Regions from separate parts of the Mus musculus genome. Here all the other regions are linked to region 3. A link is a contact called in public HiChIP or PLAC-seq and promoter capture Hi-C data. All regions are on one chromosome and are shown on one strand. Each heading gives the region's core, a stretch centred on a gene start, on an enhancer-like site or on the middle of the called end of the contact. The rest is flanking DNA. Distances are from core to core; before and after follow the strand shown. Region 1 overlaps Focad (focadhesin). Region 2 overlaps Focad (focadhesin). Region 3 holds the start of Mllt3 (myeloid/lymphoid or mixed-lineage leukemia; translocated to, 3). Region 4 holds the start of Hacd4 (3-hydroxyacyl-CoA dehydratase 4). Region 5 has its middle 18 kb from the start of Ifnb1. Region 6 holds the start of Ifnb1 (interferon beta 1, fibroblast). Region 7 overlaps Focad (focadhesin).

Region 1 (3,986 bases), core at 126-2,625, 340 kb before region 3:
GATTCTGTTACCGTCTATCAGCAGACCTGGGAGACAGATTCTCTCCTCTGAGTTTCAGTGCTCAGAGCACTCTCTGCTGGCAAGCTCTCTTACAGGGAAGGTGCGCAGATATCTTGTATTTGGACCTCCTCCTGGCCGAAGAAGAAGGCCCAAAACAGGACCTTTCTCAGACAGTGTGTTGCTTTGGCAGTTCCCAGGTGGTACAGACTCTCACCTAAGCAGACTAAATTCCTAAGTTCCTTGGAGTCCCGGGACCAAGATGGCGACCGCTGCTGCTGTGGCTTAGGCCGCCTCCCCAGCCGGGTGGGCACCTGTCCTCCGGTCCGGAAGGTGGCCGGCTGTCCCCGGCCCACACAGGGTGCTGCCTCAGCGCCTCTGTGCTTCTGCCTGTTCCAGAAGCTGTCAGGTTCTCTGGCGCACCCTCTCACCTGTTCAGACTAATTTCCTAAGTTCGGCGGGTCCCGGACCAAGATGGCGACCGCTGCTGCTGTGGCTTAGGCCGCCTCCCCAGCCGGGCGGGCACCTGTCCTCCGGTCCGGAAGGTGGCCGGCTGTCCCCGGCCCACAAAGGGTGCTGCCTCAGCGCCTCTGTGCTTCTGCCTGTTCCAGAAGCTGTCAGGTTCTCTGGCGCACCCTCTCACCTGTTCAGACTAATTTCCTAAGTTCGGCGGGTCCCGGACCAAGATGGCGACCGCTGCTGCTGTGGCTTAGGTCGCCTCCCCAGCCGGGCGGGCACCTGTCCTCCGGTCCGGAAGGTGGCCGGCTGTCCCCGGCCCACAAAGGGTGCTGCCTCAGCGCCTCTGTGCTTCCGCCTGTTCCAGAAGCTGTCAGGTTCTCTGGCGCACCCTCTCACCTGTTCAGACTAATTTCCTAAGTTCGGTGGGTCCCGGACCAAGATGGCGACCGCTGCTGCTGTGGCTTAGGTCGCCTCCCCAGCCGGGCGGGCACCTGTCCTCCGGTCCGGAAGGTGGCCGGCTGTCCCCGGCCCACAAAGGGTGCTGCCTCAGCGCCTCTGTGCTTCTGCCTGTTCCAGAAGCTGTCAGGTTCTCTGGCGCCCCCTCTCACCTGTTCAGACTAATTTCCTAAGTTCGGCGGGTCCCGGACCAAGATGGCGACCGCTGCTGCTGTGGCTTAGGTCGCCTCCCCAGCCGGGTGGGCACCTGTCCTCTGGTCCGGAAGGTGGCCGGCTGTCCCCGGCCCACACAGGGTGCTGCCTCAGCGCCTCTGTGCTTCTGCCTGTTCCATTTTCTCAATTTTATGCAAAGAACTAAGACTAATAAGCTTAAGCGGCTTGCCTGAATTTACATATGCTGCAAGCAGCAAAACTGGGATAGAAACCTGAGTGCTCAGACGCCTGTATGAGTTCCTTCAGGGTTCATAACCCTTTTGCAGCATTGAAGGGTCATGCCAGAGTCTGGAGAGACAGCTTAGTAAGAGGGCTTGCTCTTCCAGAGGATCTGAGTTTTATTCCTAACATACACACGCACACGCACACACACACACACACACACACACACACACACACACACACTCAGCAGCTCAGAGCTGTCCTTAACTCCAGCTTCATGGCAATTCCACACACACAGTAGGCAATGACACTGACATGGATGTACATACATACATACATACATATAGACAGACAGACACATGCATACACACACAAACATAAACCTTTAAAGAGGCCATGCCATTCTTCTAATTAACAAATCTTCACACGTTGCCCACTAATAAACTGCTGTGAATTTACCATAAGAAAAACTATAGTACAAGAGAGAAATCCACCTGGATAGAGATATTCATTAAACAGATACTTTAAAATGACCCATAGAGGAATGACTAATTTTGATATATCAACTTGATGAAGTATGAATTACACTTATTTATTGTGTATATTCAAAAAAGCACAGGCATACAAAAAAACAGGGAACAAATTTTGAGAGTCAGTTCTCTTCTTCCGTGTGGGTTCTGGGCATCACACTTAGGCTGTCAGCCTTTGTGTCAAGCTGCCTTGCACACTAAGCCATTTTGCCTGCCCCTTGATGGGATGTGCTACAGTCATATATGAGTGATAATGATGGTGACAAACGTGAAATTGAGAACTATTAATTAAAAATACAAAGTATATGATTCTAGTTACTTTCTGTTGCTTTGTGAAAGACATCATGACCAAAAGCAATTTGAGGAAGAAATGGTTCTTATCAGTTTTTAGGTCCCAGTCTATCAACTGCCATACCCAAAGCAGGATCTTAAGGTAGGAGCTTGAAGCAGAGTCCATGCAGGAATGCTACTACTGGCTTCTTTTTTAATGGCTCACATTCATGGAGCTATCTTATACGGTCCAGGCCTATACCTAGGGACGGTACTGCACACAGTGAGCTGAGACTTTATACATCAATTATAATCAAGAAAATGTTGTAAAGACATGCACACAGGCCAATCTAAGAGGCAATTCTTTAATTTAGGGTCCCTTTTTACAGGTGTGTCAAGCTGGTAAGTTTAGCCATCACACACATACAAATATTTTAAAAAGTAAAATTTGTACATGAATAAAAGTAGTAAGTTGACAAATATTCTTAAATACTATCTAAAGAGAATTATAGATTGATGGGTGGGTTTTCCCTTTAAGAATAGTTTAATAATGATTGAAAGAAGACATTAAGAGTTGAGGATGTAGCTCAGTTGGGAGAGTACTTGCACACCATGCTGTGTGCCCCGGGCTGGAGCCCCAGCATCCCATAAGTCAGACATGGGGACACGTGCCTAATGTGCCAGGACTTGAGGTCAGAAGTTCAAGGTCATCCTTGGCTACACAGTTAGTTCAAGGCTTATCCTTAGGTACATACGATGGTATCTAAATTAATTGATTAACTAACAAATTAAATAAATAACAAACCTACAGGAAAGCTCTGAGATATTGACAAATATCAAGAAAGTGCTGCACTGCTGTGCTTTTCCTATGTCCTCCATGTCTCCTGTCACAGAAGATAAATGACAACTGTGCTCATTTACAGGAGCAGGGGTTAGGCTACTCTCCCTTTATAGCCTTGGCCAGTCTGGAGGTTACTATATATCCCAAGATGGCCTCCAAACCCCACCTGGCTCAACCCCTCAAGCACTGGGATTACAGGTGTGAGCCCTTCTGCTCCCTTAAGTCATTTTTAAAGTCAGTGCTAGACACAAGTGTGCATTTGTAGTAATGTTTCAGAATTGTATGGGTAAAATATTAAAAATTAAAAATATTAAAAATGGCACTCTGAGCCAGGCAGTGGTGGCACACACCTTTAATCCCAGCACTTGGGAGGCAGAGGCAGGCGGATTTCTGAGTTCGAGGCCAGCCTGGTCTACAAAGTGAGTTCCAGGACAGCCAGAGCTACACAGAGAAACCCTGTCTTGAAAAACAAAAACAAAACAAAACAAAAAAAAAGGCATTCTGTTTCATAACCAATTCTATAATTTCATAATAAAACCAACCTTTTAATATCATTTAGAGTATATCCAGGAATTCAGAAATTCTTCTAGATACTGCCTAAACAAACAAATCTTACTCTAGTCCAAAATGACTGAAATTCCAAAAATGATTAAGAATATGAATTCAGATCATTTGTGTATAAGCCCAAAGCTTATCTTCATAGATCACCAATCAATGTGATATCAGAGGAAATGCCAGTCATTATACTACAGATATTCATATACCTTGCTCAGATAACACTTTATGCTATTAAGTTCAAAGCCTAATATAAAAAGTATGAGCTTTGAAAGCTTTGGTCATGTTCTCCAATGACAACAGAAACCTTCCTGTTATATAGAAATACCTGCATCAAAAAGAATGTTTTCTTAAAGAAGTGGATAAAATACTGGTGAAGTCTGAAATGGTATGGAATTGAAAAAACATAAAAGATCAAAAAAACTGAAGGAGGAGTAGAAAAAGGGAAATTGTAAGACTCAAGATTAGAGCTGGGTGTGCTGGCCCATGCCTGTGCTCTCAGC
Region 2 (3,873 bases), core at 516-3,015, 310 kb before region 3:
GGTACAAATTCAAGTAAGAGAGACAGGGGTGGAAGGCAACCTGGGAAGGATGATTACATTAAACCCCAATGCAAACCTGATAGTCATAAAGCCACTGCAGCACCTTATTCCAAGTTAATGAAGAAGTGAGCCCAGCTGGGATGGGATGAATCGAGTCGCCTACAGCTGAACTGCCAAGGGCTCGGTTTTAGATGGAGAAACATACGGCTTGAAAGCAAACGGAGGAAGAGCCTGAACACAGATGGTGAGGAGAGCACCATTTGTTGCATAGCAGCAAAGGGGAAAATCACTTTGAAGCCTTAAGCTTTTACAAAACACTTTATGTTCTATCAGACACGGGAGGAATGGAGGCGTCGATTCCCATGCAAGGGGCATATTCTTTGTTCACATCTAGAGCTGGGACTCCATGAATATTCTGGGCATGTCTCATTTTCATTTGCAGATACTATGCCAGTCATTCCACTTGTCTGACAGATGCTTCCAGAAGCTAAAGATGTCCTCTTGAAATATACCATTCCCAAGAGCATTAGCAATCTCCCCCAAAACACAATAGTGTTTGTTCAAGGTAAGCAAATTACAAACACAAACTTAAATTGAGCACTTTAGATGCTGTGTAACATCATTCATTTTATCCACAACACAGTGTTTTCTTTGGGACCACTAAATGCTACCAACTAGGAAGTGTAATACATCTAACAACATAGCTAGATGTTTCTCCCTATATCCTATTTCCCATGTAGGAGGAAGCGGCTGAAGTCCAAGTCACTACCATCAATATCCACAGTAAAGAAATATTCATGTCAGACTGCACTACGATCAACCTGGATGCATAAAATTCTAAGGTTTAATATAAAATACAGGGAAAAGACAAATTATTAACAAAGCTAAGATAGTTTAATTGATGTGTAGAAAACTTGCCCATTTAATGGAATTTTCCACCTGGGTCTTTCATATTCCTTTTGCACCATTCACTGATAATGCTTAGCAGCCGAAAAATGAGCAATCAAACCGAATAAAGCACCCAGCATAATATGCACAGATTAGGACTCTTTAAAGATTACTAACTGTAGTCAGGGCACAGAACAAAGGCAGCATTTAAAGCTGAGCACATGCTGTTCCGGGTGATTCTGTGACTCTCAGCACCTCTCTGCTACATGGGACTCCCCAGTTGTTTCTTCCCAGGTTATGGAGATGTCAATAAAGGAGCAACAATGAGAGGGGGAGGGGGAAGTTCCTCTTTACTTACAGTCCTCTAAGACGGTTCATGCCTATTAATTATACATTTGTACTACTATCTCAGCCTGAGATGATTTTCAAGTAACCAGTCACTTGAATACTAACCCTTAAAGAATACTAATATCCATGTAATATTTTAGGCAGTCAAACTCACCCATATATGAGAATAAGCAATAAATTCAACCATTTCAAAAAGTTTAGCAAGCACATACTGCTCAGATGCAATGTTTAGGTCCCTGCATGTATGTGTGTGTATGTGTGTGTGTATGTGTGTGTATGTGTGTGTGTATCTATATCTATACATCCCATCACCTAAATCACAAAGAGGAAACACAGCAATACTTCAGTCAACTGTACCTGAGCTTCTCTTCACACAAGCGAGAGAGAAACATCCCCAACGCAAGGCCCATGTGGATTTGCACGGCCTGAGATTCATCAGCACTTGGTTTCCCAGGTAACCTGGCAGTCAGCATGTTCAGGATTTCCTCAACCTTCTCTTTGCATGAGATAATGAAAACTGGCACTAGGAGAGACAAAGCCGTGGCGGCAGCAGAGCGCGCAATAGCGCTCGCTGTGTTCTCGCCAGAATAGGACTTCTAGAGCAAGCAAAGAAAGAAATCGGGTTAGCCTCTTGCTTTAAAACACAAAGGGTGCACATCTGTCACATGGGAGCTTCTCCTATACCTGCACATAAAGGAGACTCTCACTGTGACTTTTTGCACACCCAGCTTTCAGTCAATGTGCCCATCTACTACCGAGGAATGTGCTCTGAAATTAAGATGGAATTCTAAGTGCCCATGTTTCAAGGCTGCGGATTCTCTCACTATATAAAGTCAGTTTCAGTGTTTTTAAAAGCCTGCATGCAAATAACAGGAAAGCCAAATGGAAAGCTGCCTGAACATAGATGTGCTACATTACAATTGTTCAGAAAGCTAGGACTCGTCCAGAAAAGAAAAGGGGAAGGGCTGTGGATAAGAGTTAAGTTCACTGCGGAGGAACAGGTGGAAGTTCAGCACAAGGATCTATTGGCACATCTCCCAAATGTTTGTTTGTGGGAACACAACCCAAAGATGGGCTATTTTCTACAGGGGATTAATTCCTTTTACTAAAGAGGGAAGTTGTTGAAATTCTAAAATCTTCTGGTTACAAAGCAATAACCAGCTATTCAAAAGGAAACTGGGGGCTCTACATGTGCCTTCTGATATGCAATTATGGGAAGGAAAATGAACAACAGCCCTAATAAACTGACAGAGCAGCCGAACATGAACAGCATCTGCAAGAGTCCCACGTTAGAGCCCTCTGCCACACATGCTATACATTTCGTAAATGTGCCTCAAGTAGGGAAGAAAGTCTCTCTATCTGCCTCACTGTTATCCACTTGGGATTTCCAGACATGCCATAGAAGCGGCCTTTATTCCCAGCAGTCAAAGCACTGTACGGTGTGTGTTTTAATCCTGTGTGTTGGCTCCCTAAGCCCTAGGGCTTTAAGGATACACATCAAGCATACAGGACATCATACTGTACACTAATACAACATTTTCAAATGGCAATGCTTCTTAAATGGACTCAGCTACGTATGACACGGGAAATAAAGGAAGTGACTTTTGAAATATGTCCTTAAAATATGTAATAATGTAAAAAGAATTAAAGGGGTAAGCAGAAATTCTGAACTGGCCAATAAAGAGTTTGTCTTACTGGTTCATAAGGACTAAGCAGAATGCCTAGGATTCTCATGTAGTGTGTGTCCTGGTGAGTGTCTGACCCACACAGTTACTCTATATACTCCAAAACAATTTAAGCAAATTGTTCCTTTTCTGGAGGATTCTTTCTCTGAACAAAATTTAACTTCCAATTTAGTTTTCCTTTACCTATTTTTTTTTGTTGTTGTTTTTTTGGTTTTTGTTTTGTTTTGTTTTTTTGTCCAAATCTGTAGTTAAAATCTAGCATTGGACCCTAGGCCCCAGATCAATACCTACCTGGTCCACCCAAAGGCAGGGTGAAAAGAAACAAGAGTATTTACAGAGAAGACCATGGGCAATGGACTTGGGACTAAAACCATAATCTTCACAACAGTTGGGGATCTGTGCTACGTTTTCCTTTAAACAACGGCAATCCCCAGCAGCCTGGCTGACTGACCTGTGATCTCTCTTATTTCCTAAGCAATGGATACTTATAGGACAAAACCAAAATAATAACACACCATTGCAGGAGTAAAGTAATTCCACAACCCCAAAGGGAGCATTAGACTGCAACAAGATGCGCATTTCACATTGCTTCAGTTATCATGAAACAGAGGAAGATGTGAGTGGCAATAATTTTTCATGTGACCAACAGGATTACTTGGTATTTACAAAGAATTTCACTGTTTTGAAAATACAATACTTTCACATAACTTAATTTCACCTTCACAGTCTTTGAGTCAGAAAGGCACAGCAGAGGAATTTTACTTTTATTTCATAAACACGGAAAACCAGAATGACAATGGTGAACTGTCAAGTCAATGGTCACAAATCTAAGAGGTGGTATGAGGCATTCATTACAGAGGATGCTGTTATTCTTTTCATTTTATAAACAATGACAAAAAAAAGACCAAATGTATTCCAAGAGCCACTTATCCTACAAATGTAGCCCTTGACC
Region 3 (4,036 bases), core at 1,500-3,999:
ACTGTACTATACATCACAGTATGAATTTCAGTGGGATAATTTCTATTTGAATAAGGAAATGCTTTTATCATTGATGACTTTAATTATTCCTATTTTTTGCTACCTAGCATTGATGCCTGTCTTAAAATTTCTCTCCAGTACACTTTCATTGAGACAATGCCCCCATGCTGTCCAGGCTTCCTATGTAGCTGTGATTAGCTTTGAAACCTAGAGGCTCCTGCTTTAGCCTCCCAAGTGTGGTCCACCACTCTGTTTGTTTTGACTTACATTGTTATTATTTCAGAATAAATGGACAGGAAATGCATTTGCTCTCCCAATTTTATTGTTAACAGCGAACTTATTAAGACAGCTACAAATGGAAAGGCTGGTGTAAATTCCTTTGTTCAAAGTTGAACCTGGAGTATTCCGGGTTGTGCTTTCTTTTTCTTTTTCCTGGTAGAGAAGTCTTTTTGTTGTAAGGAGGGTCACATAAGGACGCTGGTGGAAGGGCTCTGTGCGCCATCTACTGGCATATTTTAAGTCTCCGAATTTGCAGACGGGGGAATTACTTTATATTGGGGAGGAGGGTTTAACGCATTTGAGAAAGGAAGGATGTTGGGGGAAGACGGTCAGATTCTACGATTTATTTGTGATTGCTGGAATAAATGAGAATCCAGCAAATATTACACGCACGCATGCACACACACACACTCACTAGCAAGCACATGGTCGAGGGGGTGGGGCAGGGAATCCCTCTTAATATACAAGTTCCAGTTCCTGGAGAGAAAACCAAGAGACCAACTCTGGAATCAGTGCAAACGCGGAATGGTCACCTTTCAGTTACTAAAAACATTCACATAATCTTCAGTTTTCAACTTCTTCATTCCAAAATAGTTCTCTGCAATTTGATTATTTGATAAACGGTGTAAGAATGCACAGTAGATAGTCATCCCTTGCTTATATCCCACACACAGCAGTTCTGTCTAACTTAGCGCTTACACAAACACACATGCATACAAGATGACATACTCTTACAGACTTGGTTGGGAAATATGTCCTTGGACTTCTGTTCAAGTTTCCCCACTTCTGGGCTGAATCCTGGAGGATGGGTGTACCAGTTTTAGGAGAATCACACTACTCGAGTTGGAAACGTGCTGCTTTGAACTTGGCTGGACCTGGTCCTGTCTAATCCCCATCATCTACTTTGTGAGCAGTGGGAAAAACTGAACGTGGTCATGGAGAACCTGGGACGCTCCAGGAAACCTCCTTCCCGTTATTCTCAAGTGTTCAATGCAAGGGCCGAGTTGTGCTTTCATGGTCTCCCGGCGAGAGGAAAAGAAGAAAGCAATAAAGTTGAGTCAGAAAGAGGAAGAGAGACAAAAAACACAGGGAGAAAAGAAGTTGGCAATCTGGAGAAAAAAAGATGGTGAACAAAAGATAAACTCTGGAAAACAGCCACCACCCCAAACCAGTTCAAAAAAGGAGTTAAGAGCCAGAGAGGTACAAGAACTTTAACGAAACAAAAGTCACACCCATCTTTCATTTTCGTATATCGTCTAGATCTTATCCGTTTCCTTTTTAAAGGTTGTCTGTGTTTCTAGAGGAAGCTAGTAACTCTTTTTTTTTTCTTTCTTCTTCTTCTTCTTCTTTTTTCGCTTCACGTATGGCTTGATATTCTACCCGTGGCCACTGAGACAAACTACAATCGGAGATGGAGCATTTGTAGAAGAGCAACTCTAGAACACTTCTGCGAGGGGTTGTCACCCGGGAGCCTAAATGGATTAATACCCAGAGATGGATTATGTTGGCTGTCACCAATATGCCTAAAGATTATAATCCAATTTATGCACATTATAGTCAGTATTAACTTTATCTATTTTAAGGTTCCCAGTAGTCTGGCGCGCCCTTAGAGAGAGGGCAGACCCTGATGCAACCCAGCAGGTTGTCAGCGAGGGGGAAGCCTCCTGAAGCAAACAACTGGGAAGCGGGTTCCCTAAGGCTCTGCGACGGGCACTCCCAGGTGTCCCGCCTCCACCTGGGCACGGTTCTCAGCCCGGGAACACCGAGGCGGGAGGCGTTTCCTAGGAAGGAAATGGCATTCTTGTTTCGCGTTCATTTCTTTTTTTCTTTTCTTTTTTTTTCTTTTTCTTTTTTAAAGTTTTCAGTGGCGACGGTGGGAGGGCGGGGTAGGTTGGTGGCTCGGAGTAGATAGGGAAAGGGATTTAAGGTTGCTGGGGGCTGTTCAGTCCCAGAGATTGCTATCAGGAGGCTTTTTTCCCCCTTCTTTTTTTTCTTTGGTAGCGTGGATTTCTCTTGCTCTCTGTTTAAATAAGTTTGTTTGGGTGTGCGTTCTTGCGATTTCAGCACAAACCCGCAAAAATCCATGGTGGAAAGTAAAAACAAGCCCGCTCCCCCTTCCCAAACGTGCTCACTACCGCCAAAGACTTGATTTAACAACCCCTTCTCCTGCGGCTGGGGGGCTCCAGGCAGTGGCCACATTCCAGCAGTTTTAATCCGTTTTTTATTGTAGGGAGAACGGAGTTTGCACAGGGGCCGGGATGGCTCCCCAGCTGGCCGCTCTCCCAGTGCCGGGCCCCCTCCCTCCATTTCCTCCCCCCTCCCCCATCAGGAACCTGTTACTTTAAGCGAGGCGTTCCAGTGTGGCGCTGCGGGCCGCCGGGGTTTCGGGGAGGCGGCCGCTGATTGGCTCTTTCGAGCTCCCCCTGGCTCGGTCGCTCGGCCTCCCCGCGCGCTCCGCCCCGCCCGCACGCCCTCCCTCCGCCCCTAGAGGCTCGAAGCCCGGGTGTCAGGCGCCACGGCGCATGCTCCGGACTCATCCTCTGGCCCCGGAGCTGCTGCTGCTGCTGCTGCTGCTGCTTTTGCTTTTGGGGCTGAGTTTAATAAGCGAGCGAGAGAGCGAGCACGGGGTGGGGTGGGGGCCAAGGCAGAGCATGTCCGCCATCTACCCTCAGCTCCCGGGCGCGCTCTCATTCATAGCAGCCTCTTCATGAATTACAGCTGAAGGGGGCGGGGGAGGGGGGGTACCACACAACACCCCGGCAAACCTCCGGGCCCCCAGGCATGGCTAGCTCGGTAAGTACATGCAAAAAAAATAATAAAAGCCCCCCTCCCTCTCCTCCTCCGCCCCGCGCCGCCGCAGCCCAGACAGCGCCAGCGCTCCGCGGTTCCAATTAGAGAAAGGTTGGTTTTGCTCGCGGGGAGCTGCCGCCTCTCCCTCCTCCCCACCCCCCCCCCCCCCGGCGCGCGCGCACACACTCGCACACTCGCCGCCACCGCCACCGCCACCCCCCCCCCCGCGCCTCCCGCCCGCCTCGCCTCTTTGCAATCGCAAGAAGCGCACTCACACTCCCTCTGGCTCACACACGCGCACACACACACTCACACCCGGTGGAAGGAGGCGAATAATAACTCAGCCATATTTCAGCCGCCGCCGCCGCCGGGAGCTGCGGGCACGGTCCGGGGACGCGGCGAGCAGCCTCTGCGGCCGCACCTCCGCCGAGCGCCGCGGCCGCCACGATGGTGCGTTCTCCGCGGCGCGCGCGTGAGCCCGAGTGTGCGGGCTGACAGCGGCGGGGCTGCTCGCAACTTTGCCCCAGCGGCCGGTGTGCGCGACCGGGGCTCCGCGGCGGTCCGCCAGTAGCCCTGCCTTTCTGCGTTTTGTGGCTTTCGCTGGGGGGGCGGGTGGGGGGAGGCTGGAGGGAGTTTGCGACCACTTTGGCTCTTGAAAGTGTGCAGCGTTGGCTCTGTTGGGCTGGCCTTGCTGGTCGTGGGGGGCTGTTCGCCGAGGGGTGCGGGGTGCTTTGAGTTGGGGATGCCTTGGCGTGTTTTCGTGCGGGCGTGAGTGAGTGTATGTGTGACGACGTTTCATTCTTGTGCACGAACCCCGTGGTAAGAAAGAACACGGGAGTTTGTGCCCATTAGCAGAGGCTGCCTGTAGTTTCCATTCCGCCTGGCACCGCGCTCCACACGCACGCACACATACACGTACACAAAGACTTCCTCGGCGTGTGCCTGTCGCCGCGGTACTTTCGGGGAG
Region 4 (4,005 bases), core at 911-3,410, 410 kb before region 3:
CAGCTCACACTGCTGCTGGAGTGTGTGAACGAATGTAGGAAGTTAGTAGTTGCTCTAACTGATAAGACTGTATTGGGTGGGGATACTTTGCAATGATGCCAGAGTTTTAAACCTAAGTAGCTCTGAGAATGGTGACTTCGCTGTAGAAAAGTAGGCAGTGATCTAAGAAGGAAGGCGGTAAGCTCATTTGAAACAGTTTTAACTGGAAATAATGAAACTCTCACAAAGCAATACCCAGAAACCGTCCCAAGGCCAGAGCTAGTATTCAGAAGAGAGTCGGAAAGGCTTCGAAGAGATGGAGCTGTGCACGGTGATTGTCTCTGCAGAAGAGCTGACCTAGGGCCTACCTCTGAGGAAGCAGAGGGAGGATGCTGTGCAGAGAGGCAGGGCATGGGAGTCATAGCCATATGCAGAGTTGGAGAAGTGAAGGGAGGGCAGGAGAAGGATGAAGAAGAGTTTGCTGATAAAGGACCTCTTCTCGGGCAGACACCCTGTCCTCCCAGCTCCAGTCTGTCCAGAACCCCTGGCTTCTGCTGGGTTTGGGCACAGATGGCTTTGGAAATAGTTTCTTGTCTATGTGTTGTTTGCTCTTAAGCTCACAGATTCACGTCCTATAATTGAAGCCCGAGGGACAGTAGAAAGGACTTGGGGAACCCTGAGAGTAGTTTCGGGAGTGTTGGGAGTCCAAACTGTAAGGTACATGGAGCAAAAGGGTGATAGGAAATGAGATAGGGCCCTGGATGTTGATGGCAGATGACAAAGGTTTGAGGGGGGTGTTTAAAAGAGGGGTTCTAAACTCTGGGGTTAGAGATCTGAAAATGCACCCCCTTCCCTCCACCCCTCCAGATAGGGTCTCCCTCTGTACTCAGGGTGCCTGGAACTCACTGTGTAGCCCAGGCTGATGCTGAAGGCGGAATCAGCTCCCCACCTCGGCTTCTAGAGTGCTGGGGTTACGGGTGTGAACGACCACGTGACATGAATTTGTTCCTACACTGCCATGAAGGCCAGTGTACAGGAGACAATGGAGACAGTTGAGAGGACAGTGCAGCCTCTGCCAAGGGGCTTGAGAAGGAACGGAGGCTACAGAGGAGCTGGCCCCTGGTGGGGGGCGGGGAGACACGGAACAGTGGGACATCTAAGAGGCAGACTCTGTGACAGCTATGAGGAAGGAAACCATGACCCAAGAAGAAAAATTGCTGACTGTAACTTCTAACCCTGCTGTTTATCAGCTGTGTGACCTGTGGTGAGTGACAATATTTCTTAAGGCCTCAACTTCCTTTTTGGTAAGATGGAAGCACTACCTTCCAACTCCAGCAACTATATGTAACTGTTCCACTTGTGGGTTTTGGGGGAGTTTTTTTCTTTTCTTTTTTTTTTCTTTATTTTTTCCCATTTCTTCTTTTTCTTTTTTGGTGGTGGCGGTGGTTTTTTTTTTTTTTTTTTTTTTTTTGGGAAAATACTTTGGGGAGCTGTTTTGTTCTCTTCACCTGGTAGAACAGAATAATTGGAATCTGATCTTCACGAACCCAGGAGGTGGGTCACTCTGTCTAGGAGATGGGATGCCATTGTCCCAAGAAACCAGGAAAAGATGTGTGGGAGTGTTGGCCATGGGCAGCGACATTAACTTAAGCGAATAACATTAACTTAATGACATTAAACATTAAATAAATGACATTAACTTAAATGAACAAAAGCATTTATGCACACCACTGCCACCCAGGTCTCTAAGTGTCAGGGATGGATTTCTGGAGGGCTCTGGCTCATGTTTGAACAGATATTGGGCCATTTGCCCTTAGCTTTCCTTCCTGAACCGTTCTCCTACCTTAGGGCTTCTAAGAAAGGCCCTGGCCACCCTGAGGATCATGCAACCTTAGAGCTAGTTATATCCAGTTAAGAGTATAGGCAGGTGAACTTAGGGGTCTCCAGCCACAGATCAGTAGCCTGGGATCAGTTTGGAAAGCCTCGGGCGGATGTGCTTGTTCATCCCGCATACTTTCTATGCCTGGCCAGCTCTCCTAGGGCAGCATGGCAGGAATTTGACTTTCATCTCCTGCCCATCTCCTGACCTCTGCTTTTTTTCAAAACTTGCTGAGTGTGTTGAGGCCCCGCCCTTCCCGAGCCCAGCCTGAGGCGTCCCGCCCCTACCGCTTTCCCAGCCCACTCCTGCTGCTTCCCGGAGGTGCCAGAGGAGCAGACTGTGGCCCATGGGGCCCTCGGTGCTGCCAGCCTGGCTGCAGCCCAGGTAGGATTAGGGGGCTGCGGGGAGGGAGGGGCCAGGGAACTGGGCAGAAGCCCACCCATCGGCTTTCACTCCCGCGAAGCTCCTGACTGTTTAACACTGCTCCTTCTGCCTGGTAGTGGATTGCATTTTCTCCTCCATAGCTCAGGACAGAGGCTTTGCTGTTTCCTTCGGTTTTTTAGTTTTGGAGATGAGGAAATGGAAGGGTGGGCTGCAAGGCCACCTCTTCTCTTTGTGCGCTCCCACAAGTTCTTCTCTTCCTTGTCCTTGCTGCGCCCTAGATTTTGGCACAGGGTGATTTTGACAGCATCCTGTAGCAGCAGCATCTGTCACAGGCCAGATTCCAGGGAAACTAGGGCCTGGGGGGAGTGCTTACCTGAAGCCTGGTGATGCTGATTGGCTTGCAGTTTTCCCCTTTTAACCCCTATAGCAGTTTTGGTCATCTGTTGACTGCTCCATAGAGTTTGCTTATATATCTTGTTTCTCAGAAGTTTCCAACTAAGAGAAGTCATTGTTAACACTAACAAGGCCACTCTACACATCCTTGTGCACACCGGGAAGCCCTTCACCTCCTTTTCCAGCTCCTCAAACCAAGAATCACCAATCTTCTTTTTTAAATTCAGTTTACACCCTGGCTGTCCTCTCCCCAGGAACCCACACACACACACAGCTTTACACTCAGCTTGACTTCCTTTTTTTTTTTTTGGCTGAGCAACTAAACTGCTTTCTATGTGCATTTGATGGAGAGAACTAGCTTCCCTTGTAAAATACAACAGGAGGCAGGGCCAGGAAGAACGAGAGTGCAACCCCAATCACAAAAGTCAGGTGTGTTCAATGACTGAGTCATAATCCAATTGTGACCACTCCCCTTTGATAACTGTAAGCCAGCTCTTTCAAGTTAATTTGGCAAGCTGAGCTACTGGAGTTCAAGCTGCCCAAATCAGTCCCTTTGCGTCAGTGTTTCTTCCCTGTCCCCTTCAACTTTCAAAGCTTTTCTCATAGTGGCTGAAAGTGTTAGAGAAACAAGGTTAGAATGTTATCAAAGATGAGAATGAAGTGTGGAAAAGAACTACCTTTGGTTTTAAGCAATCTCAGTCAACATACTCTTGTTAGATAAATTCATCCCATCGGACTCTCATGGGTTTGGAGGGACAACCCAGTGAAAGACCCCAATATAGAACTCTGACCTGGAACAGTTTTCTTTTGCTTGCTCAGTTTGACTGGTACATTACATTAAAAGATGTGTTTAATGGCATTTTTCTGTATTTATAGGTATAGGAAGAATGTATATCTTTTCATCTATTACTTAATTCAGTTCTGTGGCCACTCATGGATACTGGCAAATATGACAGTCAGATTCTTCTCATTTGGGAAAGGTAAACACTCCTAAATGGTTTCGATTTCTAACTATTATCCCTGGATTCATCTGGCCTCACTGATTTTCATTTTGAACTTCTTGCATCCTGCATCTGGAACCATTCACGTCTCTGGAGTTTGTTTTTCCATAAGTATACTTAACTATTTCAGACTTAAAGGGAGAAGATGAGACCAGGCGAGAGGGGCCTGTCTTGCCCCAGAGCTGCCAGTTTGCTCTGAAAGCAAAAACCTATCTTTGGAATGTTCCATTTTGGTTCTGCACAAAACTCATAAATTAAACACATTTTGAAAAGTCTGTAAGTTCCAGCCTGACATTCTGTGCAGAGCAATGAGAAATTAATAAAATTCCTCCACTGCGTACTCATCCCCAGACTTAGGGTAGCTGGAGA
Region 5 (3,745 bases), core at 1,186-3,685, 470 kb before region 3:
ACAAATATTTGGATATACAATAATATAGATTCCAGGTTGTATTGTTTGAGATACCCAAATATTTAGCAAATGGTATGTCTGTGGAAGGGAATAGTAGGTCAAAACTGTTTATTCCTTTTGATTTGTTCATTTTATTATTCTTGATTTTAAACTGTTTATTCCTTTTGATTCTATACTATAATTTTCTGCTAAAGAAATTATTGGACACACTTTGAAAAGATGATAGTGATGTCTATTGGTAAGAGTTTATGATGCTCACAATTGGGGAAAAAATATAAATCTCAACTCCTGGATCAATTGAATTTTGTTTTGGTTTCAAATGGGAAATTTTTATACCCATTAAAAACAGCGAGACTGAGGAGATAGTGCAATCATTAAAGTGCTTGCAACTGAGGACCTAAATTTGGATCCCCCACACCCACATAAAACCTGCGTGTGGAGGTACTAGTCTATAAACACAGAGCCGAAGTGTTTTCACTGGCCTGTCTGCCTACCCAACCCATTAAACTCTAGGTTAAGTGAGAGTTTGCCTCAAAAATAAGATAGATGAAAAGTAAAAATTTTTAAACAACAAAATAAAAATTAGAGCTGGAGGATGATAGCAAATGTCTCCCTCTGGCCTCCGAACAAGCAGCAAATGCATGGCTAACAACACACCTGCACTAATGCATACATCACACACATACACACATACACTCACATGCACATGTACACACACACTCATACACACATATGCACATGTACACACACACGTTCTATCACTACTTCTCTCATATTTACTTGGAAATTTCTCCTAGCCAAGCCACTTAGTGCCAATGGTACACTTGCAAATAATATGTATACTGTAGATCTATTTAATAAGAAATCATCTATAGATATGCATTGATTAAAGCTTAGAATTGTTACACCCAAATGGAAAAATATGAAAGAAATAGTCTCTGAGATTTAGGAAACAGTTTATTTCTCTTTCATATGTTTGCTGAGTGGTTAACACCCTCAATAGCACATAATGACTTTTATCAACATTAAATAATAGTAACGCTATCTCAGTTCTAAGACTGAGACATATTGACTCTAATCTTAGTCCATGAGTCCTGGTTCCTGGGGTTCCATTTATTGCTCCATGTCCCTGAGAACATGAAAATAAGCTGTAGTTGATATAAACTCCAATTTAATTTCAGAGAATCACATAATGGTAGTATTTTATACCTCCATGAAATCTTAAAACATAATTATGCACTCATAAACCTTTATCGTTATTGGGAAATGGACTACACTGGGATTTAGGAAGCTTCAGAGCATTTCCCTTTTAAGTGCTAACTTGTTTGGGCAAATTGCTTACCAAGACTCCTTAGGGACTCATGGGAGTTTAGCAAAGGCTTGGTTGTACATAAATTTAACATCTCTCATTCTAAGATTTAATAACTTATCTGGCTTCTTTTTCTCTTGGAGATTATAACTGAATGTAAGAGATTTTTCTACTGTTTTGTAAAGACCCAAAACAGAAGGGCTGGCTTTAAGAAAAGTGGTAAAAGTATTTATTTGAATCTTCTCTCAAACACTAATATAGCACATGTCTTGAACAAACTTCTTGATTTTTCTAAAGCTTATCTTCATCCCTTAAACATGGGATAATAAAATGGTCTACTTTTATAATCCCCCAAAGGAGCTACTACACTTAAATCTCATAGCACAAAGGGACATTTGACAAAGGTGAGGCTCTGACAATCAGTGGTCCCAGCCTCATCTCCAACACTAAGCCCTGATAAGAGGTAATATATAAAAATGAGACTAAGGAAACTATAGTTTTGTTAAATATAAAGAGACATGTTGGTGATAAGTGACAAGTAGTGGAACAAAGGGTAAAGAAATGGTTCAACAACATCACATTCCCTGGGTACCAGCAGTGGGCTTTTCAGTATACAAACTCAAGAGTCATCTTTCCCTTCTCACTGGAAAGAACAATTTGCTTTAAAAAGGTTGACAGTAATCACAACGTGCTGCAATGGAAGGAGCTTTTCATTTCATAATAGTCATTAAGTAGTGAATTAATGTGTTTATTTTGGTAGGCCATTTTGTTCAAAAGTTTTCCTCGATAAATTGCATGTAAACAATTTAAATGCCCAGGCTCATTCAAAGATTGCCTGAGATTTGAGATAAACACAGATTAAAAAAAAAAAAAAAAAAAAAAAAAAAAAAAAAACGGTACTTGAAAGTGCTCTTGTAATTTAACCTCCAAATTCTGAATTCAGATGGAAAGTGGGGGATTTACCAAATATGAGCCGGAGACTCGTGTTTTCATGTTCTTTCATTCTGGCAGGAACTCTTGTTTCAATTGAAAACATTCCCTCACCATTTCAGAAACCCAGAGGGCAATTATGAGTTAAGACCTGGAAAATAAAACTGAGAGGAAAGACTGGAACAGCATGTGGTTGTGATTTTCAGGGCCACAGAGAGGGGAAGTGGTTTTCCACTGCAAGGCGTCCACTCCAGGGCATGTGAGCACTCTTGCCACAGGGACTGTGAGGGCAGGCAGTCAAAGCACAAAGAGATGGCTCATCTTCATTCATGGAGGAGCAGGTGCTCATCGGCCCTGCAGTTAGACCTGCCTGATTCAGGATCTTGAAATAATACTTTTCTGTTGACATTTGTGAATTCTCACACCCAATCTCAAAGATATGATCCTCTTAGATGCCGTTTTTCATAAAGACAGGCCTCGGTGGGTTGTAGGACTTTCCTAAGACCGTGGGAGTTCATTTAGAACTCTCTACTGCTGTTGTCTGTCTTAGAAGTTGTCTGGGGTTGGTCAGGGTCAGGGGGGATGGAGAGGAACAGGGTGGCAATTTTTGTTTGACAATGCCAGGTTGTAAAAGCAGTTCGAATCTGGAAATCTCTACAGCTTGCAGTTGCCGGTTCCTGACTTCCTTTTGAATCTTCTCTTACCATCCAGTGTGAAATCCTGCTTTATTTAAGCAAAATAAACAAGACTCATATCTACATATTTCATAGGGAAGCATTTCAGCTCCCCAGAATCCTTCTTAATCCAGACGACTAATCCCAATTCATCTAGAGTGAACCTTAACTTGTCTCTCCAGGTTACAGCAGTCCTCCAGCCTTGTGGCTTCTTCCCCTGGGGACACTTTCTCTGCCAGGTGTGTGGTCTGACCATATTTGTTAACTTTTTACTATTTGGTTTCTCACCTGTAAAAAGAGGTATTCCACAATAAGTTGGTATAAAGATAATGTGTATAAACACTGTATGTTTGTATGGCATTGTACGAGTGCAAAATGCAGAATGATTATCACCTTCAGTAACATATAGGTCTTCTTATTGGTTTCATTTACATTTTCCTCACTATGACCAGGTTTTTCTTTTAGAGCATTTAAGCCACGCAACCACTATGTTTACAGTAGTGTATCTTTAGTATAGTACTAGTGTGTCATTTGCTCTCAGTACGTATGCCTAGGTCTACCCCATAGGTTAGTTACGCCTAGTGAAGTTACCCATCTCTCTCTATGGGTGTTCATGGTACACTTCCACATCTTCCCTAGTTAAATGAAGCATAAAGCATAGACTCATAAAGAAAAAATAAAAACAAAATCTTGATAGGCTGCATATTACTTCACCTGTAGGTTTCTATAATGTTCTTTTCACTGAGAGAAGAAAACTCTGGGGTGGGGGCAGAGGGTCCATGACAGAGGTGGCCAGGCTTTCCCTTCCATAAAAAATAAAGGTGGTGATGAT
Region 6 (3,609 bases), core at 505-3,004, 490 kb before region 3:
CCCTAGAGCTTTTATTACTCTGTTCCCTTTGCAGATATGGTTAATGAAAATGGTAACCTTGGCCAATGATGTGGTTCAGCAGATTTCGGGATACTACATGATCAAAGAAGAGAACAGACTTCTATACATTGTCTTCTTACCTCCTATCTGCCCACTGTGGCACTCACACCCATCATTCCTGCCCCCACCAAATAAATGTACATTTAAAATTATAAAATAAAAATTCCTACGTCATTTTTTGTTTAACTTACATTTTTATAAACCCACTAACAGCAGACAGGTCTCATCTTTATCAGTCCCTCAAGGTTCTCTTCCTGGCGTCTGGCTAGTTTTAATTTTTCTGTGGGGAACCCCCTGGAGAGGGCAGAGAATGATGTTTTCCATTCTTTATCACCAGCATGGTTCTGACACTGGCCTTTCCCTGGCTTTCTTGGTGGCTTTGCTATACTGAAATGTATAATTTGTCCACAGTCACATTATCAGTATTTCCTACTATGCCTTGGAATTCATGTATTGATAAAATAGAACACCCTTCTTCCAATGTCATTTTTCACATTCCTTTATTTGGTCATTTGACCTTCTAATCCACTGCATATGTTTTATGTATCTTATAATATTGAACAAATCTCACTTTGCCCTTAGTCAATATGTAATAATGTTTATGTATTGTTGGATTTTAGCTGTGATATATGTTTCAAAAGATTCAAGGTTTTTCTCCAATGGAGATTTCTCCCAAAGAACTCATTTTTGTGACTGTGAATAATTTAACAAAACCTATTGTTTTGTTTTGTTTTTTAAAGTTTCTTTTTTACTTCATTTCTAGAGTTTCCGACTCTGGTTTTTACTATTCTAAATAATTATTTAATACGCTAAGCTCTTGCATGAGAGCACTGCAGCTGTGATCTGAGTTATATGCACAAGATCCTGGAATATTTTCATTATCCTGGAGACACTGTGTTACTAATAACTCTGTATTTGTTCCTGCCAGTACTTACTCTCTCCTGTGGCCCCTCATTGTCCTTGCTCCTTTAGAAGTGGCCCAAGTTGGTTTTTCTCACTTCTCAGAGCTCCCTCTTCTGTTGCTTTGGTGAAGTGCTGGGAAACTTGGCTGCTTCTCTCTCTGTTACCCACTCACAACCCTTCCTTCCCTGGTCTCTTGTTTTGACACTGCTCAAACTGGACCCCCACTTTAAGCAGTTTCTCCAGGATGTGGGGTTCTCTCCCAAAGGGAGCTATGGCCCATTGATGTGCCATTTCTCTTATAGTACACTATTGTAAGCCCCCTGGGAGCTCACAGAGACCCTCTCCCACCATCCCACTATTTCAAAGGGCAGCAGCTGTGCCATCCTTTCAGGATGAGCAGCTACTCTGCCTGGCTTTTCAGTGGACACTTTGGCTGTTTGAGAGTTCTTTTATCTTCAGGGCTGTCTCCTTTCTGTTCTTCTCTCCTGGATATTTCTCTTCCTTTGCTCCAGCAATTGGTGAAACTGTACAAGATTTTATAAATCCTTAGTTTGTATATATTTTAACCCAGTACATAGCATATAAAATAGCCAGGAGCTTGAATAAAATGAATATTAGAAGCTGTTAGAATAAGAGAAAATGACAGAGGAAAACTGAAAGGGAGAACTGAAAGTGGGAAATTCCTCTGAGGCAGAAAGGACCATCCCTTATAAATAGCACAGGCCATGAAGGAAGATCATTCTCACTGCAGCCTTTGACAGCCTTTGCCTCATCTTGCAGGTAGCAGCCGACACCAGCCTGGCTTCCATCATGAACAACAGGTGGATCCTCCACGCTGCGTTCCTGCTGTGCTTCTCCACCACAGCCCTCTCCATCAACTATAAGCAGCTCCAGCTCCAAGAAAGGACGAACATTCGGAAATGTCAGGAGCTCCTGGAGCAGCTGAATGGAAAGATCAACCTCACCTACAGGGCGGACTTCAAGATCCCTATGGAGATGACGGAGAAGATGCAGAAGAGTTACACTGCCTTTGCCATCCAAGAGATGCTCCAGAATGTCTTTCTTGTCTTCAGAAACAATTTCTCCAGCACTGGGTGGAATGAGACTATTGTTGTACGTCTCCTGGATGAACTCCACCAGCAGACAGTGTTTCTGAAGACAGTACTAGAGGAAAAGCAAGAGGAAAGATTGACGTGGGAGATGTCCTCAACTGCTCTCCACTTGAAGAGCTATTACTGGAGGGTGCAAAGGTACCTTAAACTCATGAAGTACAACAGCTACGCCTGGATGGTGGTCCGAGCAGAGATCTTCAGGAACTTTCTCATCATTCGAAGACTTACCAGAAACTTCCAAAACTGAAGACCTGTCAGTTGATGCCTCAGAATGAGTGGTGGTTGCAGGCAACCTTTAAGCATCAGAGGCGGACTCTGGGACTGGTAGTGAATCTACTGCATTTGAAAGGTCAAAGGAAAACAGAGTTTTTATTAATTTATAATTTAAATTATTTTCTACTTTTTATTTAAACTTTTTAACCTCAGAAAATAAAATATTTATAATACAAAAAGTCAACACGACAATTTAATTTCTACTGGTTTCTATAGCCATCTATGTTAATAATTGCTGGACACTTCTTATAAAGGGTTCTTTGTAAAGTACTCCTTTAAAAAAAGTAGTATAGTTTCTGGCTCCTGCCTTTGAGGAACTTAAAATCAAAAGGAAGACACATGCAATACACAAGGTAAGAGATAATGGGAAATCTAAAGCATCTAGGGAAATGACTGTGGCATCACCTGCTATGGGATTGATAAAGGAAGCAGCAAGCAGGTGGCTCTAAAGCCAGAACCTGGGGTACCTTCTGCTTCTCCTCTATTGCTGGGGCTCTGTGCTTATAAAGTTACAGCCTGCCTGGGCATTTAGGGTGGCCAGACAGAGGAATGTATCACCTCTTTTATTTACCCCAAAACCTTTGCCATCAGGGAAATGATCTGCTCCAGGTTTAGTGAATGTGTATGTGCTTCTAAGCCTACAGATGAGGAGCCCCTAAGCACCCCGATCCTTACTAAATGCCTTTATCTTGCTCCTCATGATCCCCTGGGGAAGCTGAGGGTGTCTGTCCCTTCTTCACTTCACATCTGCATCATCTTGTTCTTCATCCACCTCTCAGAATTATCTGCTCCTGGCCCCTCAACTTGGTTCACACAGAATCCTGGGTTTATCCTTCTGGCTTCCATCTTTTCTGCAACTCTCAGAGCCAAATCCGAGATAGATGATCAAATTAAACCTGGTCCCTAAGTGGGAAGCAAGAAAGTATATACAAAAGGGGCATTCAGGAGAGACAGAAAACACCAATGTCTCCAACAACTGTCCTGAGAAAAATCAAAACTTTTAAGGAATTCTTCTGGTACCTTGCCAGCATGTGCCAACTGGCTAGATTTTTGTCCCTGTACCTAATCCTTAAGAGCTTGGGTTTTTATGACTCCTACTACCACATGTGACAACTATGACTTAAGATATTCTAATAAAATGGACACTGTTCAGAGCAGCTCTGGACACAATTGATTTAATCCCCTTCACATATACTTCTTGGGTGGAAATAATTCTGCTACTTCATGTTCCAGGGCAGGCAGGAAACTAAGTGTCAAAAAG
Region 7 (3,874 bases), core at 951-3,450, 380 kb before region 3:
AAAAGACTTTTATTATTTACATTTTCCTGCCTCTACCCTTCACAAATTATCAAGATAATAATCATATCTGGGAGATAACAGCTCTCAAGTATAAGGATACCACATACAAATAAAGGAGGGGGGGATAGCTTAGAGATAGTGATGAACGCTACCAACGGGGGGTGGAGGGGAAGGGGAACCCTGCCTTAGAGTGAGTGAGTAGGATGAGTTTGCTTGCACTGCCTTCCTGTATAAGATCTGGACAGTTCATGTGCTCTAATTGAGTCTTCCTTGTTAACTGTGGCTGCTCCTAGAATTCAAACAACCCTCTGCCTGTATCCTAAAACCATGGATCTTTACAGATAAATGATTAACCAACCTTACTCTTTTTGCACTATAGGTATGTATTTCACCTACAGCCATCTTTATACAGAAAGAAAAGACTTCCTCCGAGTTTTTTCTGTCAAACAGAAGAACGTGTGAGGTAGCCTGTCGAACAGGTGAGAAGATGGACTGGTGGTCTAAGCTGCAGCAAATACAACACTGGGCATCTGCTAGCGAAAAAAAAAAACATAGAACTGGACAAAAAAAAAAAAAAAATCTACTGTGGTCCCGTGTTCTAAAGCTCCTGAGCTTTAAGAACAAATCCCCAAAGGTGCAGCAGACACTGCTTCACCAGGGCCGCGGGCTTTATACAAGTTACATTTATAATGAGTTTGAAAACTCTGAATGTTTTCCTGTAATGTTAATGAGAGATAGATTCACTGGAGTAAATTCAATTGACTTGAGAAACCAATTGATTAACTTCTGCACTCGCAACTAACAGATTTATATGAAGGGGATGAGGTAAAAGAGTCCCCTCTGATTCTAAGATAACAAATTCCCCTGCCCTTAGAACCATGAACATTACATATACCCAGAAAATTAAGCATCTTCCTGTATCTTAGTTCAGGTTGCTGCTGTGTCATGAAGCGCATCCCTACCTTATAAAACTTGGCTGTCAAAACTACAGAAATGTATGTTTTAGGGTTTGGGAGACTTGGATGTACAAGAGCAAGATGTTAGCCAACATAGTAAGATTAGTATAGGCATAAACTGTAGACTGGGTCAGCCTCTCGATTAGAAACACTGCTAAGTTGAGCTGTAGCTAGTAGAGATAGAAAGACAATCAGACTTCTTAGATCTGACAGAATGCACCCTGGAGCTCTTTTGAGAGGTGATCTTGCATCACAGATGATCAGAGGTGTCTCTTCAAATGCATAGGGGCTACTTATCTGCTCTGACTAAGATGATGAGTTCAGCATCTTCAAACTCTTCCACCATCTACTCACTAATTTCCCAGTGGCTTCTCCACTTTGCATACAGCACTGCCTCACCTTAACTACTGCTCACTTAGTCTGGTTTATTGCAACAAAATATTACTAAATTGAGTGATTCTAGAAATGAAAAGGCTTAACATCAGGATGCCAAGTGGCAAGTGACTTTTGAGCGTGAGATGCAGATGGATGCCTCCTTGCTGTGTGGCCAGGCCATAGAGAAGGTGGCCCTTTGGTTACTATGGAGTTATTATGACTGTAACATGATTTTAGACAATTGCATAGATGCCCATATCTGTGCCAAATGTACACCTTTCCAGTCCAGTCTATGCTTGGATACTTCCAAGATGCATACAGTAGCTTAAACCCTACACAGGCGCATGCCCAAATACTTTGTGTCTTGGCAACTTGTGTTTTCAAAAGCTGACAGGAGAAGACTTGTAACAAAACCCTCCTTTATGTAGTTACGGACATGGTCTAAAGAAGCAGCTTCCTGTTTGTGTAAAAAAAAAAGTGAAACATCTAGACCGAACAATTTACCTCTTACTTGGGGTCACACAGGTAATCAGGAGGGAGGTTATTATAATTTCAGTGGCACAGCTTTGAATTTAGTCTTTAGTGCTAGCAACGAAGATTCTTTAGCGGACCAATAGCCAGACAACCCCATGACTTGTCCATCCATGACTGCTCAAAACCAAGAGCTCGGAAAGTGAGGGCTGAGGATTACCTTATTTCCTTCTTTTTGTAAACTTCTGTTTTCCTGTGAAGAGCAGGAGGAAACACCAGGTTTGAGAAGAAACCGGACTGAAAAGACATGGAAAATCTGAAATATGAAGTCTAGGCAGATTTGTGCATTCCTTGGGCAACAGCAAATGTTTGGTTGCTGATTCACAATGAGAAAATGTCTCCAGTGCCAACTTCCTCTTCACTAATCATTGTCTCCTGTGTTTCCAAGGTACTCTGGAATCCAGAGCACTTTAATGCATGCAGAAAAACCTGGTCTGTTACACTACTCTCAGGCTTCCCTGTGCCAAAGGCCTGGTGTTTTTCTTAGCAGATGTGCACCTTAAAGTGGGAGCCAAGATGTCTGATGCAGTAGAAATAGATATTTTTGCTCCATTTTAAAGCCGAAAACAATGTTCCCCATGGTACTGTTGCAAGACTTCAAACAAGCTAAGCAAAACGAAACATCTAGTGTTTTCACAATCTGGTACCCAATAGTAAATGCTAGATGACTTTCAGTCTCTAGTTGGTAGGACATACACAACAGTGCATATGGGAAGGAGAAGAAAAGCTGGTATACATTGCTTCTACCTTCTTTTTTCTCTTGGCTTAAACTATCTCCTTGTAGTCCAATCTGTGAAGGAATTATATATTTGGAAACTAGAACCAGTAGTGCTGCTGTAACTCAGTGCCCTTTGGGACAACAAGAAGATACATGCCACCCGTGAATGTCAGCAGTTCTGTGTTTGTGAAAGGCCAGGCACTTGTCTTTGTATGGAAGACACAAAAGTGCCTGACTTTGGTGCCATGACTTTCCTTCCTAATGATCCCCTGTATGTGTATTCAGATGACTGGTTGAAGACTGGGCCCCAGTTGAAGTCACAATGATCAACAAGCATCAAAAGTATAATGCTGCCTGAGTCTCTAGCCAATGCCAGAGCTGAAATCATGATACTATCTTTAGACCACTAATACTTTAAGCTTTTAGGTCACTAATATTCTGGTGGAGAGATCTTCAGTCTTATAAAAAGATTGATCTTCTGAGGAGACATGTATCCCTTTTTGCTGGTCTAGCATCCTATCATCTTTCTCCCAGGGAAACCCAGTTCAAGTTTGCTTGGGGCTACCTCCTCTGTGTCCAGGACTCAGGTCAACACCTGACTTAGGCCTAACCACTGAGTATATCCCACCTGTCAGGGACCCAATACTTGTTAAAAGACCTACGTGTATTCCTAGAGTCTGCCCAGTATTGATTCTGCCATGCCGGTGGGGGAAAGAACTGTTCTTTAGTCTTGGTAATGGTAGCTGGCGGACGTTTTGCTAAGTAGGAGGCATGCTCTCCAGAGAAAGAGACCACAGCATCAGGATTTATCAGACCAACCATGAGTTTCTTGGTTTGTGAACTAATAGCCTCCTTTGTGGCCACTAATGTTGTGAATTGGATAACTTTCACGTGTATTCATGACAACCCAGCATGGGAATTCTACCTATCACTGATGAGTTTAACTTGGGTACCAGTCAGTATCATGCCTAGTGATTGGAATGTGCCTAGCAGTTCTCTTAAGTGGGGGTTTTATCAACAAGAATAAAACTCAATGACACAGCTTCATGGAAAATAGATTATCACAACCTTGTCACCTGTATGGTTTGCTTTCATTGGCAAAATCTTCCCACACACTTAAAAATAAAAGTCACATTGCACAAAACTCATAAGATTATTTTACTAGAACTTGAGGGAGAGAAAATATACTCTAGTTTTCACAAAGAAAAGATAACTTTTACAATGAACTCTGTCCATATAGAAGTCATGTTCTATTTCAGTTTTAAATGCCCAGGTACCCAAGGAATGCACCCTT

What was found. Promoter capture Hi-C pulls out the DNA fragments that hold promoters and counts their contacts. HiChIP or PLAC-seq counts read pairs in DNA pulled down with a chosen protein or histone mark.
Region 1: a promoter capture Hi-C map of embryonic stem cells shows a contact between it and region 3, with 4 times the contacts expected there. The contact joins the enhancer-like site here to the promoter of Mllt3 in region 3. A contact is called at or near these places in 5 of 39 promoter capture datasets (the 3T3-L1 cell line, embryonic stem cells, hippocampal neurons and 2 more), 4 of 115 datasets of contacts at active chromatin or transcription factors (bone marrow-derived macrophages, embryonic stem cells, neural tube and 1 more) and 4 of 9 other capture datasets (adipose tissue, liver, macrophages and 1 more).
Region 2: a contact with region 3 is called in a promoter capture Hi-C map of hippocampal neurons, with 16 times the contacts expected there. The contact joins the enhancer-like site here to the promoter of Mllt3 in region 3. A contact is called at or near these places in 27 of 39 promoter capture datasets (the 3T3-L1 cell line, 3T3-L1-derived adipocytes, the C10 cell line and 16 more), 7 of 15 datasets of contacts at CTCF or cohesin (the G1E-ER4 cell line, the NIH/3T3 cell line, embryonic stem cells and 2 more), 212 of 484 Hi-C or Micro-C datasets (the 3T3-L1 cell line, the 63-12 cell line, the AML12 cell line and 110 more), 26 of 115 datasets of contacts at active chromatin or transcription factors (the HPC-7 cell line, Th17 cells, Th2 cells and 18 more) and 5 of 9 other capture datasets (adipose tissue, embryonic stem cells, liver and 2 more).
Region 4: a contact with region 3 is called in a promoter capture Hi-C map of embryonic stem cells, with 5 times the contacts expected there. The contact joins the promoter of Hacd4 here to the promoter of Mllt3 in region 3. A contact is called at or near these places in 13 of 39 promoter capture datasets (the 3T3-L1 cell line, the C10 cell line, the HPC-7 cell line and 7 more), 1 of 15 datasets of contacts at CTCF or cohesin (the NIH/3T3 cell line), 2 of 484 Hi-C or Micro-C datasets (embryonic fibroblasts and embryonic stem cells), 2 of 115 datasets of contacts at active chromatin or transcription factors (bone marrow-derived macrophages and extraembryonic endoderm stem cells) and 3 of 9 other capture datasets (adipose tissue, liver and macrophages).
Region 5: a contact with region 3 is called in a promoter capture Hi-C map of cranial neural crest. The contact joins the enhancer-like site here to the promoter of Mllt3 in region 3. A contact is called at or near these places in 11 of 39 promoter capture datasets (the 3T3-L1 cell line, 3T3-L1-derived adipocytes, the C10 cell line and 8 more), 1 of 15 datasets of contacts at CTCF or cohesin (pro-B cells), 1 of 484 Hi-C or Micro-C datasets (uterus), 2 of 115 datasets of contacts at active chromatin or transcription factors (cardiomyocytes and fibro-adipogenic progenitors) and 2 of 9 other capture datasets (liver and macrophages).
Region 6: a promoter capture Hi-C map of liver shows a contact between it and region 3, with 5 times the contacts expected there. The contact joins the promoter of Ifnb1 here to the promoter of Mllt3 in region 3. A contact is called at or near these places in 11 of 39 promoter capture datasets (the 3T3-L1 cell line, 3T3-L1-derived adipocytes, the C10 cell line and 5 more), 1 of 15 datasets of contacts at CTCF or cohesin (pro-B cells), 24 of 484 Hi-C or Micro-C datasets (B cells, CD8 T cells, the G1E-ER4 cell line and 13 more), 5 of 115 datasets of contacts at active chromatin or transcription factors (bone marrow-derived dendritic cells, bone marrow-derived macrophages, cardiomyocytes and 2 more) and 3 of 9 other capture datasets (adipose tissue, liver and macrophages).
Region 7: a contact with region 3 is called in an H3K4me3 HiChIP or PLAC-seq map of bone marrow-derived macrophages, with 3 times the contacts expected there. The contact joins the enhancer-like site here to the promoter of Mllt3 in region 3. A contact is called at or near these places in 4 of 39 promoter capture datasets (hippocampal neurons, liver and stem cell-derived epiblast-like cells), 1 of 15 datasets of contacts at CTCF or cohesin (the NIH/3T3 cell line), 2 of 115 datasets of contacts at active chromatin or transcription factors (bone marrow-derived macrophages and trophoblast stem cells) and 3 of 9 other capture datasets (adipose tissue, liver and macrophages).

Annotation. Positions count from the first base shown.
Region 1 is chr4:88,373,455-88,377,440 of GRCm38.p6, reverse strand. The region is part of intron 35 of Focad (focadhesin); the gene reads right to left. Among named protein-coding and RNA genes, the nearest start is that of Hacd4, 63 kb to the left of the region's middle. Within about 2 kb of position 1,375, at least 1 of the 459 cell types and tissues checked has an H3K27ac peak or open chromatin away from gene starts, as enhancers often do. A contact at or near this core is called in embryonic stem cells, where this site is marked.
Region 2 is chr4:88,342,538-88,346,410 of GRCm38.p6, reverse strand. It overlaps Focad (focadhesin), which reads right to left. Exons shown (of 44, transcript NM_001081184.1): 27 at 1,594-1,832. Among named protein-coding and RNA genes, the nearest start is that of Hacd4, 94 kb to the left of the region's middle. Within about 2 kb of position 1,765, at least 17 of the 459 cell types and tissues checked have an H3K27ac peak or open chromatin away from gene starts, as enhancers often do. A contact at or near this core is called in brain, cerebral cortex, cortical neurons and 3 more, where this site is marked.
Region 3 is chr4:88,032,120-88,036,155 of GRCm38.p6, reverse strand. It overlaps Mllt3 (myeloid/lymphoid or mixed-lineage leukemia; translocated to, 3), which reads left to right and starts at 2,749. Exons shown (of 11, transcript NM_027326.3): 1 at 2,749-3,072. The coding sequence starts at 3,061.
Region 4 is chr4:88,437,070-88,441,074 of GRCm38.p6, reverse strand. Hacd4 (3-hydroxyacyl-CoA dehydratase 4) reads left to right here and starts at 2,160. Exons shown (of 7, transcript NM_025760.5): 1 at 2,160-2,242; 2 at 3,512-3,615. The coding sequence starts at 2,205.
Region 5 is chr4:88,502,636-88,506,380 of GRCm38.p6, reverse strand. No RefSeq gene overlaps it. Among named protein-coding and RNA genes, the nearest start is that of Ifnb1, 18 kb to the left of the region's middle. Within about 2 kb of position 2,435, at least 29 of the 459 cell types and tissues checked have an H3K27ac peak or open chromatin away from gene starts, as enhancers often do.
Region 6 is chr4:88,520,939-88,524,547 of GRCm38.p6, reverse strand. Ifnb1 (interferon beta 1, fibroblast) reads left to right here and starts at 1,754. Exons shown (of 1, transcript NM_010510.1): 1 at 1,754-2,523. The coding sequence starts at 1,774. The coding sequence ends at 2,322.
Region 7 is chr4:88,410,852-88,414,725 of GRCm38.p6, reverse strand. It overlaps Focad (focadhesin), which reads right to left. Exons shown (of 44, transcript NM_001081184.1): 44 at 3,715-3,874. Hacd4 (3-hydroxyacyl-CoA dehydratase 4) reads left to right here. Exons shown (of 7, transcript NM_025760.5): 7 at 380-771. The coding sequence ends at 462. Among named protein-coding and RNA genes, the nearest start is that of Hacd4, 26 kb to the left of the region's middle. Within about 2 kb of position 2,200, at least 22 of the 459 cell types and tissues checked have an H3K27ac peak or open chromatin away from gene starts, as enhancers often do. A contact at or near this core is called in the NIH/3T3 cell line and bone marrow-derived macrophages, where this site is marked.